Regions from separate parts of the Mus musculus genome. Here all the other regions are linked to region 2. The links are chromatin contacts, called in public Hi-C and targeted proximity ligation maps. All regions are on one chromosome and are shown on one strand. The core of a region is the stretch at or near the end of the contact, and the rest is flanking DNA. Distances in the headings are between cores, read along the strand shown. Region 1 overlaps Prkg1 (protein kinase, cGMP-dependent, type I). Region 2 holds the start of Cstf2t (cleavage stimulation factor, 3' pre-RNA subunit 2, tau). Region 3 overlaps Prkg1 (protein kinase, cGMP-dependent, type I).

What was found. Hi-C and Micro-C count contacts between places; a contact is called where the count stands out from the background.
Region 1: a contact with region 2 is called in a Hi-C map of cortical neurons, with 4 times the contacts expected there. A contact is called at or near these places in 3 of 39 promoter capture datasets (the 3T3-L1 cell line and hippocampal neurons) and 1 of 484 Hi-C or Micro-C datasets (cortical neurons).
Region 3: a targeted proximity ligation map of memory CD8 T cells shows a contact between it and region 2, with 6 read pairs. A contact is called at or near these places in 3 of 39 promoter capture datasets (the 3T3-L1 cell line and hippocampal neurons) and 3 of 130 datasets of targeted methods (bone marrow-derived macrophages, large pre-B cells and memory CD8 T cells).

What each region holds. Positions count from the first base shown.
Region 1 is chr19:31,382,572-31,385,382 of GRCm38.p6, reverse strand. The region is part of intron 2 of Prkg1 (protein kinase, cGMP-dependent, type I); the gene reads left to right. Among named protein-coding and RNA genes, the nearest start is that of 8430431K14Rik, 170 kb to the right of the region's middle.
Region 2 is chr19:31,081,565-31,084,552 of GRCm38.p6, reverse strand. Cstf2t (cleavage stimulation factor, 3' pre-RNA subunit 2, tau) reads right to left here and starts at 1,712. Exons shown (of 1, transcript NM_031249.2): 1 at 1-1,712. The coding sequence starts at 1,487. All of the region lies in intron 3 of Prkg1 (protein kinase, cGMP-dependent, type I), which reads left to right.
Region 3 is chr19:31,403,827-31,406,829 of GRCm38.p6, reverse strand. All of the region lies in intron 2 of Prkg1 (protein kinase, cGMP-dependent, type I), which reads left to right. Among named protein-coding and RNA genes, the nearest start is that of 8430431K14Rik, 190 kb to the right of the region's middle.

The DNA of each region.
Region 1 (2,811 bases), core at 68-2,567, 300 kb before region 2:
TTTTGTAAGATATAAATACTATCAGGTGAATAAATCCATCTTTATTTCTGTATTGGAGTTTGGTTAAACTATTTTTGGGGAGAGTTTTCAGTGAAACTATTCTCTGTTTTTCTTTCTTTCCAGAATAAGAGACCCATGTGCCTATTTCTAAAGTATTAGATACAATAAAGCAGTAATAATATCGAGTAGCAAGAGAAAGAGACAGAGACAGAGAGAGGTTGAGTTCAGGTATTCTGTTTCTTCTCACGTTTTACATGGCACTTTTATATGACATCTCATGTGATCAATTTAAATAAAATATGAACCATAAATATAAATTTGGCTCTCCAGAAGCATCATTAAAAATAACTATTTGGGTAAAGCTAGTTTTAAAGATAGGCACAATCCAGTATATCCAAAATATTATGTCAATGTGTTTTAATATGAAATTATTAGTGATTGTTTTTCAGGAATGTTTCTGTATTAAGTGTTAGACATCTACTCATAGTGTGCCCAAAGTGTTCACCAGTTCAGATGACCCACATTGGTATATTTCTGGCTGCCGTATGGGATGAAAATTTGTAGACTAAAAACCAGCTCATTGGTTTGTCCTTAGGGGTCATTGCTGGTCTGCCCTCTATTTTCTTTTAACTTCTTATATCCTACACCATGACTGCAGCCCTACCTGTTAATTCAGGACTGCAGGATTTTCACCTTCTTTGTGAGTGCTGTAGTCTTTACCTCCATCTAGTCTACCTGTATCTCAAACTATGTCTTTTATGAGTCATAAACTGATTTTATGAGTCATGAACAGTGGATTTTGTTCTGGATTTAACCCCATCTTCATGCTGAATAATCAAGTAATCTTAAGGAAGTAATTTGGTTTCTTTATACTCTATATTATCTCTGAATACAAAACAAGTTTAAAACGATGAAAACATATACAGCGTCATGGTTCTTGTCACATGATGGCTATGATTCTTCTTTCTCCCTGTGGCTTTCTAAGACTCTGTAGTGAGTATCAGGGGCATTGCCACCGGCCAGCAATGCCTTGGGTACTCTCTTCCTTGGTAGCTAAGATCGTTTTAAGTAAACATCTTGTTGTTATGCTGTGATCTCTTGACCGTTTATCTTAGGGCCAGTTTTGCTAACCTTTTTCTATTTCTTAGTTCTTCGTTGCCACTATCACTCTTTTCTTGCCTCCTGCCAAAAGCTATTAGCAAGGCATGCAGCCAATGGTTCCTAGAAGTAAATGATTCTGGTACCAAGTGGAGCTGCATAAGAGCCCTTCCGCCAGAGCTGAGAGCTGACATGTTACTACTGAGAGCTATGCCCAACTCTGGGAGACAGCACAGCAGCTCTGTCCCCTGCTGTAACTGTTTCCTAGGCAACCCATACACACTGCCAGAGAAAGAAATGGATGAAAGAAAAGGCAAAACCTGCTTCCCGTCCAGTTTTTGATACTTTTGAAGTGTTAAAAATACTGAAAATAAACGAATAGCTGAGCACATGTCTTATTATTTCATGTCATGTTTGTTGTGGCCACTTGTCATAGACCTAATAGAATTGTGAGTTATTAGCAATGGTCTGGGGTGAGAGAAACTGGTTATTTCGAGTGTGGTAAAGTTGATAGGTTGTTGAAAAGCACTTTTGCCTGTCATCCTCAGGTTTAATTCTATTTTGAGGCATATTGAGATTTCACAAACAGTATTTGAAAATTCTATGCTATGGCGTGTTATTAATACATAAATAAACCAAGTTCTGACTCTAGTATCTAGAAGCTTTGCTAAGTAACTCTGTCCTGGTGGTCTTTCTACAGATTCTTTGGGGGTTTTCTCTACTTAGAATCAAGTCATATACCAAAAATGAGAATTGTAATTCTATATTTCCATAACGCTGCTATTCTGCATTTACCAATAAGTAGGGCTCTTACTATCATATTTAGTACAATAAAAGTAGTAGAAGGCCTTGACTCCTCTCTCAAAGCACAAGTCTTCCATGTCCACCAATAACTGTACTATTCCTATGTTTCTGTGTAGATATTCTTCTATTCTTGCTTGGTAAATGCTATTCCTAAGGACCAAATCTTTCCCATTATTTTGTGTGTTTATTTCATAGGCTATCCTGGGAGGGGGACAGATATATGAGCACATGTATACACTGCCAAAGGTCAATGTCAGGTGTCTCCCTCCAGTATTTTAAAAGACAGGGTCTCCCAATGAACCTGAAGCTTACTTATCTAACTATATTGACTGGCCAGTGAACCCCCAAGATCCTCCTGCCTTTGCCTCTGCAGCACAGCCCAGCTTTTTAATGTAGAATCTAGAGATTGGACTCATGTCCTCATGCTTGTGACACGAAGCACTTTGTCAATTAAACTGGGAATACGCAATTTTATATTTTAATAGTTTTGACATAAAATCTTTGAAGTCTTACCTACAATTTTCATTTATGGCTTCTGATTATAAATATTGAAAGCCACAAGGAAACATGGTTGTTTTGTTTGTGGCAACCATTAGCTGGAGCCACGTGGCACTTGCTCTCAATTCCAGGTTTACTAAAGAGAATCACACTCTCCAAGTGCCACGTCTGCCTCACTTCCTGCTATTTACACCCTACCTGCTTCATTCATTTATATTTCTATCCTGGCTTCTAGAAAACATGGATTTGCTTCCATCAGCACTGTGGTGGAGACCTTGACCACCACAGGTGGGGAAACTTCTGTAAGCAATGCTCGATAGCAATGCTCACTCATGAAAGTCTGTTATTTGAGGCTGCCCTGGCATCATGGTGTTGCAAAGCACTGAACAGCCACCTGCATTACTCACCAGG
Region 2 (2,988 bases), core at 463-2,962:
CTAGGTCCCTGAGGGCCACCTGCCCCCATATTAATAGGGCCAGGACCCTGGATTCCACCAGTCATCGGACCTCTGGAACTAGGGCCAGGGCCCCTCATCTCTAGTCCTCTTGCATCCATGCCTCTGGTTTCCATCGCGCAGGTCTCCATCCTTCTCTCCATTCCTCGTGGCTCCAAGACCTCAGTTTCCATGGGCCGAGTCTCCATCCCTCGAGATTCTCTACCTCCTCTACCATCCATAGGTAGACCTCTCTGATCTATCATGGGACCTCTGGGCTCTCCAATTAGCATTCTGGGATCTGCTGCCAATGGTCCTCCTCTCATATCATGTGAGGCAGGGCCACGGTTGTCATGACCATGATGCATTGGAGGACCCTGATGGGGTGGTCCCATATAGCCCCTGGGCTCTACTTCTCCAGTCACTGAGAGCAAAGTCCCTCCACGTGGGTCATTTGGAGCATCTCCCAGTAGTCCTCGAGGAGGTATGCCACCAGAAGGCATGGGTCCACGAGGCATCGGAGGTCTAGGATCTGATATCTGCATCTGTCCTCGCTCCAGGGGCACTGGACCAACCACTGGCATGCCAACTTGTGGCTGCATTGCTCCTCCTGGAGTTAAGGAACCAGGTCCAGGTCCAGGAACTGCAGCTGGTATTGGCCCCGGAGCTGGAATTCCTCCCTGGATAGAGGTCTGCATCAGAGGTGGAATGTCCTTCACAGGTCTTCTTGGCAGATGCTGAGGCTGAGGGGCAGGAGGATTCTGTTGGTTCAACATGACGTTAGGTCCCGGGCAGAGGCCAGGGGCAGGGCCGGGGCCAGGGCCGCCAGGCCCACTAGGCCCAGGCCCACCAGGGCCAGGCCCAGAGACCGGCTGAGATTTGCCTGGGATCAGTGGTGTGACATGTATCTTACGATGCAAAATTTTCAGTGCAATCTCTGGATCCATGATTCTCATCACCACTTGTGCCTGCAGCAAAGCATACGCCAACTGTGGGTTCTGAAGTAGCATGTTTCGAGCTTCCTGGTGACTGTTCTGGACACACAACTTCATCTGCTTCATGAGCTCAAACATCTGCTCTGGGGGCAAGCTGGCGACTGCTCTAGTAATCGATTCTGGAGCATCTTCTGGGTCGATAGGGTCCCCATAGGGGGAGTCAATGATGGGGGCCGCCGGGCCTAAGCTCTTTAACTCCTCCTTGTTCTTTTCGCTGGCGGCATTGTCCACCCGAAGCGCTCTCCCACTAAACTCTCGCCCATTGAGGTTTCGCATGGCACTGAGCGCAGTCTCCTGGTCTTGGTACTCGCAGAAGCCATAACCCTTGGGCTTCCCAGTCTCTCTATCGTAGACGAGACGGAAACTGACAACTGAACCAACCTCTGAGAAAATGTCCTTTAACTGCTCCTCCGTCGCCTCATACGGAATGTTCCCCACGAACACCGAACGCAGCGATCGATCCATGGCTGGGTCTCTGACCGCCAAACTCGACATGATTGCTGCCGAGAGGACAGCGGAGATTGAATTCGTCTAAGGGTCGTCCTCTGGCGAACCACACTTCCGCTCTGTAACGGAAGCAGATAGCAAGCTCCGGACAGAAACCTTTCTGTTAGGAATCTGTAGTTCCGTTAGGCCGCAGACACTGCTTCCTGAGACCGGACTAATTTATCTAACGCCTTCCGCCCCGGGCCGTGAGCTCGGTTGTCCGCGCCTACTTACTGACAACAGGATTCCGTTCCATGGTCCTATTGGTCGAGTTTTCCCGGCGTCCCGCCCCCGCTTCCTGCGGGCACAGGATGCACTACGACTGACCTCATTAAAAATGGCCGATCGGGCTTCCATGGGGTAACCGGCAGCGTCTGTGTTTCCACACACTCGGGGCTGTTTTCATTGCGTTCCACCGGCGGGAAACCGCAAGCCGGAAGCTGATTTAAGGCTTAATGTGTTTTCACAGCTTTCGTTTAGTGTAGGATAATAGAAATATTTAAAATTATATCCAATATTATGAGGTAAAAATATTGTTATTTATCCCTTAAAATAGCTTAACAACATTAAACATAATTATCGCAAAGATAAAATAGCGCTTCTGTCAGCCGCAGCCCCGCCCCCAAGCTATGGCTTGTTCAAACTGTTACCAAGTCCAGGGTCTTCCCTGGTATCTTCTGTGTGCGCAGGTTGTTGTGTGATCATTTCTCTCTCCCCTTACAAATTTTAATTGACATCAATGCTAAAGTGGAATTAACTAAAAAGTATGACTGCAGAGTCTGGATTAATCGACTAAACTTTTATTGTACACATATAAGTAGTTGTGATTTTATTTATTATTTAGAGACAAGGTCTCTATGTAGTCCTATCCTGGAGCGCAGGCTGACCTCCAGCTCCCAGAATCCTCCGCTGGGCTTAAAGGTGTGCACCACCACCGCCCACTTCTCTTGCCAGTTTTGTACTTTAAATACTGCCATTTTATTTTAAATGACCAAACATAATTTTCACTGTTTTAACTTGGAAAAAAATTCAAAAAATATCATGGTTTATATTTTGTTTTGTTCTTGGTTTTGTTTTTGTTTTTTGAGACAGAGTTTGTCTGTGTAGCCCTGGCTGCCCTAGAACTTAGTCTGTAGATGAGGCTGGCGTTGAACTCAAGAGATCCACCTACCTCTGCCTTCCAAGTGCTGGGCTTAAAGGAGTGGGCCACTACACCCAGATATGTGTTATGTTAATGTAGATGGTATATTTTTACATTCAGTTGTCAATTAATTCAATAAATTAAGTTATCAGGTATACTAAAACAAATTTTGTTATTTTAATACAGGGCCCTTCTACAGCCCAGGTTGGCCTGAAAAATTCACTGTGTATGTAGTTTAAGCTGTCTTCAAATTTGCAATCCTCCTGCTTCTCCCAGTGTATGCTGGGATTAGAGGCAAGCACCACAAGCCTTATCTTTACCTGATGGTCAAAGAAAACACAGTAACCAACAAACAAAGCAACACGTGGG
Region 3 (3,003 bases), core at 405-2,904, 320 kb before region 2:
GACACTTTCCATTTATAAAATATAGATAGATCACAGACATTGGAAGCATAGTTCTTCTTGACCATATCCAGCTTTCTCCCTATTCCTGAGCTGTCCTCTTAAGTTAAATGAGGATTTTTGTAACTCAACGGTTTCTTCTTCTAAGGAATAATGAAACAGTTGAGACTTGAATGGCAAAATTTCTTGTTTAGTACAAAAGTGTATTTTCTATATATGAAGGAGCCTTCAAACTTTGTACCTTCAGCAGCCAGATGAGATTGGCAAGGATGTTGTTATTTCGACCCTCTCAGCGTAGGCATCCTGAGTCCGGTTATTTTCCTGTGCATTGATGCTTACTGATGGCCCTGGAAGCCATATGCTTTCCTAGGAAGTAAAGTTGTAAGTAGAAAAACTGTCTCTGCTACCAAGAGAACTTAAAGTGTGTGCTCACCCCTGATCTAGTGAGTACCAGTGCCATGCCAACACTGTCTTTCTAAATGAGAGGTGCATTTGAGTGAAGCCAGGCTTGGGTAGATGGTAAGAAGAGAGTGCCTTGTTGATATTAGCACTTGTGTACTGGAGACAGAGCTATGTCCGTTGGTAAAGCCCTACTTTATAAACACAGAGACCTGAGTCCAAGAGAAATACTGGGCATGGTGGTACATGTTTGTCATTCAGATGTTGGCAGGCAGAAACACAGGGCTCTCTGAAGCTTACTGAATGGTCAGTTGACCCTAGTTGGTGAGCTCCAGGATGATCAGAGACTCTGTCTCAAAGAATGTAGGTGATATTGCTGATAATGACACTTGACATTATCATCCAGCCTCCACACATACAAGTACACAGATGGACACGGACTGAAATACACATGAACATACATATACACATGTACACACATTAAATAAAGAGATTAAGTATCCCTTAATAAGGAAGACAGGAGGTGTCAGGCAAAAGTAGACTGTGTGTGGTGTTCTACCTTAACAAAGAGCTGATATTTCAAATCCTTCCATTTTTCAAAGTGTTTCATGCCTTTAGCAAGCCTGCCTTCATGAATGACTTGTTTGACAATAAGATCAGCTAGACAGCACATCCCACAGTAGGGAAAACAAACTGATGCTATTTTTGGTGAATATGTGCTCATTCTTCATTGGCTTTCAAGGTGTCTTCTTTTTTTTTTTTCCTTTGCTTTTGGGTTTTCACTTGAACATGGTTATTCATATCTCCAGATACAAGATGAAAACTTCTCTACCTGGCTACATATGTTCTCCTTGGCACTCTCTCAGGTGTAGCACAAGAAATAGAAACATCCATGGTCTAAATTTAGAATATCTTGATAAAACATACTAGTCAAATGAGGTAGCAAAAGAAAGTCATTTGGAATCAACATTGGAAGTGTAATCAACACATTTTATCAGAATGAACAATGTCATAAACTTTTTACACTAAGTTTACTCAGTGTCTATCACCCTCAGACTCAACTGTCCCATTGCTATCTCCCCTGCTAACAGTGATTCTGTGGAATGGTAAACTCTGCAGCTTACCAAATGTGTATGTTTCCACAATAAAAGTTAACTTTTTAAGAAGTAATTTCCTCTACTCCTTAATATAACCTAATCATAACCTAAACCTCCTGAGGGCCTGGGAACTTTGCTTTTGCTTTCATTTTCAAGAATGACTGCCACCAGCAGAAACATTAACCAAACCGTGGGGAGAATTCCCCCATTATGCCCTGTGCTCTAGTCCTAACTGGCAGGGAAGCCTCAGGAGGTCTCTAAGAACCTGATCTTTGTATCATGGCTTAACCTGCCTCCCAACCTGCAGCCTACTCTGATGTAGCATCAGTACTGCATACTGCTACCTCAGCATGATACATTTGTGACAACACTTGAATGTCCTTATCTGTGGAGGGCTTTTTGAGCTCCCCTGTTCATTTCTTTTTTTCTTCCTTTAAGACATAGCGTCTCAGCTATTAAAGAGGGGAAAAAACCTTACTCATTGTTAGTGGACAGAATCCAGAATTTGAAGGGTGAAAATGAGTCTAATTGGCAACAGTTGACTTGACCCTGTGGTGATAGGATGTTTGTTAGTTTTTACAAAACCAGACCCACTATCCAATATTCAATCTTATATCTAGGTAATCTAGATATAAGATTGATTATATATCACCTCTTATCAATGAAAATTTACTGGCCTCAAGGATAAAATACTCTTCATGAAGTGCTCAAGATATGTGTCTGCTGATCATGACTTTTGCCACTAAATCAGATTCATGTGGACAAAACTACAGATTAAGTTTCTTACATTCAGTGAAATATTATGAGTGAATTTAAGTGTACACTCACCTATCATCAAAGTGAGACTCTCTCTCTCTCTCTCTCTCTCTCTCTCTCTCTCTCTCTCTCTCTTTCTCTCTCTTTCTCCCTCCTTCCCTCCCTCCCTCTCCCAACTCATCTCTAACCTAACTGTAAAAACAGAATATTTGTTATGACATATTCTTTCTCAAGTCCTAAATAAGGGATTTTACATGGAGAAAGTAGGAAACTACTTATTTTGACTTCACATTCTGTGTGTATGTGTGGATTTAAGACGGATACATTCTAAGGACTCTTGGAAATAAGATACACAAAGAACTACTAAATTAGGTAGATAATGTTGGAGTTATAATTCATATCTCCTGCTCTAAATGAGCTTCATTACCAGTGAAATGACAAAGGCAGGATGGTGCCAGATAATTAAAATTAAAACTAAAATTAAAATTAAAAAAGGAACACAAATACCATAGAAATAAGGGGGAAAGATGAGTCTTAGGGTCCTATAATCATAGCCATGAGTCCATTGAGGACACTTCTATGCTGGCTGTGAGCTGAGTTCATGACTTGATTACTTCCAGAAGGTGTTCATTTCATATGTCTAATAGAGGTGCAGGCACAGAAGCTTGGGGGAATGGCCTGAGAGCTCTGCCTTCCCCAGTTGGAAGCAAGTTTGTGATATGAATCAAGGCAGTCAGACTCACTTGACCTCAGA